2 separate regions of the Macaca mulatta genome follow, and region 1 is linked to region 2. Evidence: chromatin contacts called from public Hi-C data. All regions are on one chromosome and are shown on one strand. Each heading gives the region's core, a stretch centred on a gene start, on an enhancer-like site or on the middle of the called end of the contact. The rest is flanking DNA. Distances are from core to core; before and after follow the strand shown. Region 1 holds the start of CYB5R1 (cytochrome b5 reductase 1). Region 2 holds the start of KDM5B (lysine demethylase 5B).

Region 1 (2,982 bases), core at 92-2,591, 170 kb before region 2:
GATCCGCCCGTCTCGGCCTCCCAAAGTGCTGAGATTACAGGCTTGAGCCACCGCGCCCGGCCTGTCTTTTAAGTTATAATAGTAACTGCCATCTGTTGAATATTTTGCTTTATGACAGGCACTACATTAAGCACGTTAGCATATGTCAATTGAAGCCTCACGCTAAGGCTATGAACTAGATACTATCTGTCTGTAGATAATATATATCCATCTGTAGATGAAGAAACTAAGGTTGAGTAAGCTATCTAAGGTCACAGAGCCAATAAGTGCTAGAGGCAAGATTCTTATTCTGTACACTCTGCCTCAAAAGTCAATTTCTTTGACCCTAAGGGCACAAGAACCCAAATCAGGATATGAAGCTTGGACTTTGAAGCCAAAGGAAGCTCCTGAATAATTCTGATAGGCTGACAGCTTGGCGCTGTAAACAAAATCAGTCTTTTGTCAAAAGGTACCAGGAAATGAAGTTGCCATGCCACTGTTCACTCCTGTAAGAGACTCCTCCGGGCTGTTCCATTCTCTTGCTGCAATTCAGCCGGTTGAAAAACTAAGGTGGCTACACAGCGATTAACTTCAGGCCCTTCTGCTCTACTTTGAGCCTGTCTCCGGTTCATCGTTAACACTCTCCGCTCAGCACCCGCAGACTCAAGAGATTTCCAATCCCCCAATTTAGCGTGGTTCTACCTTAGGCAGAACTCCCATCCTGTTCGGATATAAGCGGGTCGAAGTGGCAGGGACCACTTCTCTGGGAAGAGAGACTGGAGCTGCGGTCTTAAAAGATCTTGGGCCGAGTGCGGTGGCTCACGCCTGTAATCCCAACACGTTGGGAGGCCGAAGCGGGTAGATTATTTGAGGCCTGGAGCTCGAGACCAACCTGACCAACACGGTGAAGCTCGGTTTGTACTAAAAATAAAAAAAATAAAAAAATAAAAAAATTAGCCGGGCGTGGAGGCGCATGCCAGTAGTTCCAGATACTCGGGAGGCTGAGGCAGGAGAAACACTTGAACCTGGGAGGCGGAGGTTGCAGTAACCGAGATCGCGCCACTGCACTCCAGCCTGGGCGACAGAGAGAAAAAAATAAAAAGTTAAAAAATCTTGAATAAGCACCGGAGACCCTGAGCTACCGAGTAGCGGAATTCCCTTTCCGGGTGGGGCACAGAGAGGACCAGCCCCGCCTCTGCCGGGCCCCGCCCCCAACAGGCCCAGCCGCCGGCGCCTCCTGCTAGGCCCCGCCCCGGACAGACACCCCCCGCCAGGCCCCGCCTCCTGCCCCCCCGGCGCCGCGAGGTCCGGCCTCCTGCCCGGCCCAGCCTCAGGCCTGCCCGGCCCTCCGACCCGCCCCGCGGCGCACTGTGGGATCTGTCTGCTTGCCGGGTGGTGGAGGAAAAGGTGCTCCGTCATGGGGATCCAGCCGGTAAGACCCTCGTTCAGTATCCTCCACTGGGGGACCCCTCCCCATCTGGTTCTGGCCACTCAGCTCCGAACCAGGAGCTGTCGCTGTCGACCCCGCCCCGCAGGGCTCTGGGCCCACAGTGGATGCTGGGGTCCCGGTCCCGCACATCCGGGCTCGGGACCCTGTCAGGTTACTCCTCTGCCCTTGGCATGCCTCCGCGCTGGAGCTCGAGATCGCCACCCCTGGGACGGTCAGCACCCAAGCCCCGGGCTCTTTCCCAGCCTGGCGGTTACGCTGCCTCCTCTACCCACAGAGCCCAGTCCTGCTGGCCTCCCTGGGGGTGGGGCTGGTCACTCTGCTCGGCCTGGCTGTGGGCTCCTACTTGGTTCGGAGGTCCCGCCGGCCTCAGGTCACTCTCCTGGACCCCAATGAAAAGTACCTGCTACGACTGCTGGACAAGACGGTAAGTTGGGGAAGAAAGGGGCAGGGTGGAGGAGGGGACCAGAGTGCTTCTGGCATGGAGGGTACAGCACCCACGGTGGTTGGGATGTCCAAGGGACGTGGCAGCGCCAGGCGCGCTTGGTGAAACACTTGTGTCCTCCACCCTCCAGACTGTGAGCCACAACACCAAGAGGTTCCGCTTTGCCCTGCCCACCGCCCACCACACTCTGGGGCTGCCTGTGGGTAAGGAAAGTGTGGAATGGGTTCCTTTCCCTGGTATCCTCAGAAGGTGACTCCCCTCCTGGGGTCTCATGAAACAGGCTGCTTCAACCGGTTTACTCCACACACCATTCCCCTTCCCCCACTTGGCTCTGCATCCTCCAAGCTGTGAGGTGCCACTGGGCCCCTCTAGGGTGTGGCTTCCGTGGCCCCCAACCAGCTTTAACACTTAACAGTCTTGCCTCTTCCCTGCAGGATTTGCTAATTACTCCATCTGAGCAAGCACTACTAACTTTTTCCCATTGCCCAGACCCTTTTGACTCATCTGTCAAGGTCCTGGCAGTAACTGGCAGGAAACGCTGGAAATAAGCATTTCCTCAACTGGGGGCTTATGAGAGATCCAACTGAGGGTTCAACGGGGTGAATCTTCCCTGCCTGGTAACTCCTTGGAACCACAGCAGGAAGCAAGACATCTTGTTCTCTCAAATCTCTTTGAGTATTTTGAGGGATGCAGCACATCACAGACAGCCCTTATGTAGTTCTCTGCACGGTCCCCAGGCAAACATATCTACCTCTCCACCCGAATTGATGGCAGCCTGGTCATCAGACCATACACTCCTGTCACCAGTGATGAGGATCAAGGCTACGTGGATCTTGTCATCAAGGTAAGGGGCTAGGGAGGGACCCTGGGGCTGCTTACCCATTCTTTCTGGGATTTGTAGAAATTTCTAAGATGTGCCTGATAGCCGGAAATGGTATATACTTTGTGGATATGAAAAAAGTATGAGCTACTCGGGATACTGAGGCAGGAGACTCGCTTGAACCCAGGAGGCGGTTTCAGCGAGCCGAGATTGCGCCACTGCACTCCAGCCTGGGCAACAAGAGCGAAACTCTGACTCAAAAAAAAAAAGAAAGTATGTAGATGGGGAAAA
Region 2 (3,010 bases), core at 248-2,747:
TTCCTTCCACTAGGTGAATCTGAAAGCAGAACTAAGATCTTGACAAGCAGTCCTTGCATACGTTTGGCACCTTTTTGGATGAAAGAGGTCATTTCAATGTTGACGTTCTACTTTTTGAACTTTCTCCCTTTTTCTGAGGCTGCTGGACACCACCCACCCACCCCCGTCTCCCGTCCCCCGCCAAAAGGAAAAAAAAAAGGCGCCTCAAAAGTGTTCATATCTCTTAAAGTTCGTTAACCTCGCTTTGCCTCCGTTGCCTGCTCTGCAAAATGAAGATAATATCGTACCTACTCAATATGGTGGTTGCGAAGACTCAGTGAGCTAACACATGCAGAGCGTTTAGAACAGTGCCTTACACACAGTAGCATTAAATAGCGGCTATCACCCATATGCACATAACTCCCAGATTTATATCTCCAATTCTGATCTCGCCCCTTCTGATTTATGCCCTCCAGTCCGTTGAAGGATACCCCGTTGGGTATCTCTACCTGTTTGTACCAGAGACACCTCAAATTCAAAATGTCCAGAAATGAGCACAGCACCTTCTTCCCTTGAATAACTCGCCTTGTGTATATAATTGGGGTGAACGTCCCACCAATGCCAACCGGCTAGCATCTACTCAGGCAGATACGCCAGACATCTGAATCTTAATACCTCATCTTCCCCCCCAATCTGTCACTGTGTCCTAATTTTATTTCCTACCTTTGCATCCCTTCCTCATAATCATCAGTACCACTGCCTTAAATTAAACCCTATCATTTCTTGTCTGGATTATTTCAAGAGCCTTTTGCCCCTCTCAAGTCTGACCTTGTCATAGATTGTTGATATTTATTTTCCCTGCAACATCTCCACCTCCCAATAATCTCCATCACTTATTAGCCATGTGAATTTTGGCAAATTGCTTAATCTACCTATGCCTCACTTTCCTTATTGTAAAGTGGAAATAAGAGTACCTATCTCATAGGGTTGTGTGATTAATCATGCAATGCAATTAGAACAGTGCCTAGGATATGAAAGTGACCAAAAGTGTTACGTTATTATTATTATTACTACTATTGCCTTCTCACGAACATGCTGTTTGTATGTTCAAGCTGTTATCTCTACTGGAAAATCCTTCTCCATTTCCAATACTCTTTCCAAAACCCCCTCCTGGGTTTTACTGCACCTACCACTGTGTACTGACATGATTGAATGATTGGCTTATGGGACTGATCCTTTCTACCAGACTTAACTTCTTCAGGGCAGGAACTCTGATGCATAGTAAATGGTCAATAAAAGTTGGCTCAACTGAAACCCTAAGGATAAACTCCATCCACAGCGGAAGGCGCGGCCCCTCCTAATTCGGGGGCGGGGCGGGGAGCCATGCGCGGAGGGTGGGTGGGTGGGGGTGGGGTGGGACTCTTTTTCCTCGCCGTGGCGGCGGAGGCGCACGGCGTGGGTTTGCGGCGAGACGTCGTCGTCGGAGGCTGAAAAAGCCCAAGGTGCTGCCGTTGCCCGTACAACTCGGACTTGCTGTCGCCAGAGCTTCGTCTGCACGGGTCTCGGACCGAGTGGAGCTCGCAGCCTCGGTCCCGGAGCCCACCCTCGCCTCGCCTATTGCCCAGCCTGCAGTGATGGAGCCGGCCACCGCGCTGCACCCGGGCCCGCGCCCGGCGCTGCCCCTTGGGGGCCCGGGCCCGCTGGGCGAGTTCCTGCCTCCCCCCGAGTGCCCAGTCTTCGAGCCCAGCTGGGAAGAGTTCGCGGACCCCTTCGCTTTCATCCACAAGATCCGGCCTATAGCCGAGCAGACTGGGATCTGTAAGGTGCGGCCGCCGCCGGTGAGTCACGCCAGCACCCCGGATCCAGCTCGTGGCTGGGGGAGGGAGCGGGGACGCGCGGGTCTGGGGAGGCCCGAGGCGCGGGGGGCGGGGAGCCGGTCGCCCCACCGGCCTCGTCAAGTTTGAGGCTGCCTAGAAGGTTGGAGTTGAGGCTGGGGGAGGAAGATGGGGGCTTCTCTAGGGTGGGAGATGAGTAGCGTGGGAGAACCGGGGACTTCGGCGGTGCCACGGGAGGGCCGGGTCGCCGCGGGGTTCGGGCGGCCGGGTCCGGAGGTTCGGGTTCGGTTCCGGATGGAGTGATGGCAGGAGCCGGGGGTGGTCGCGGGGGAGTTTCCTCACGTAGCCCGGCGGAGGCGCGGGCTGGAGGGAGGACTGTGGGCCCGGCGAGGCTCAGCAGGCTGGTCCTCGCCTCCGCTCCCGGGGTGCGGGGGTGTGTGATGGGGTGGGGTGGGGGTGGGGGACTTGCGAGTTGTCGTGCGAGGAGGAAAGTTTTCAATATGGCGGCGGGAGCCCCTGGTCCTTTGTGTGGTGGCGGCGTCGGCCCGGAGCGGCCCTCACCTGGGCGCCCCACCCTCCAGACCAGGGCACCCCTCCACCGCCTGGTCCCCGGGCCTCCAGGTGTCCCCCGGGCCGGGGTCAAGAGGGGGGCGGCCAGCGCTGGCTGGGGGCGGGGAGGAGCCGCAGGTCCGGCCCCGGAGCGGATGTGTTGTGGGGGGCGTTAGTGTCTGGGGGGACACTTTTGGGGCGGCGGGGGCAGGACAGGCGGTGGTGGGCCCCATGCCCGCCCGCGCTCCCAAAGGCTCACACACCCGGCTTCTTCTGGCTCAGCCGCTCGGCTCCCCGGGGAGGCCTGGGCTGTGCTGTTGGGGATGGGGTCGGGGCGAGGCCGTGTTTGTAGGGGAATGTCAGACGAAGAGACCTCCGAAGATTTCGTGCTCGTTTCCCCCGGCCCTCGGCCTCTGGGCGCTGAAAGGCAGTCACCCACCGCAGCCCTTGCAGCCCTGTCTACAGCGCCTCGGGCCTGGGGGCAGTGAGTGAGGGGTGGGTGTTGCTGAAACCATCCCCAACGGCTCCAACGTTCGCTGAGGAGAGCCCGGCCAACTCCTTCCCCCGTGGCCGGAACTGGGTGCGCTCCTACACCCCTGGTTTTTGCCCACCTTTCGGGAGGGTCTGAGTCCGAGTTGGCCTAAGCG

What was found. A called contact is a pair of places that touch in the nucleus more often than the background predicts.
Region 1: a contact with region 2 is called in a Hi-C map of fetal cortical plate, with 1.6 times the contacts expected there. The contact joins the promoter of CYB5R1 here to the promoter of KDM5B in region 2.

Annotation. Positions count from the first base shown.
Region 1 is chr1:60,636,124-60,639,105 of T2T-MMU8v2.0, reverse strand. It overlaps CYB5R1 (cytochrome b5 reductase 1), which reads left to right and starts at 1,341. Exons shown (of 9, transcript NM_001257476.2): 1 at 1,341-1,411; 2 at 1,704-1,853; 3 at 2,002-2,074; 4 at 2,609-2,715. The coding sequence starts at 1,397.
Region 2 is chr1:60,468,767-60,471,776 of T2T-MMU8v2.0, reverse strand. It overlaps KDM5B (lysine demethylase 5B), which reads left to right and starts at 1,497. Exons shown (of 26, transcript XM_078003047.1): 1 at 1,497-1,817. The coding sequence starts at 1,614.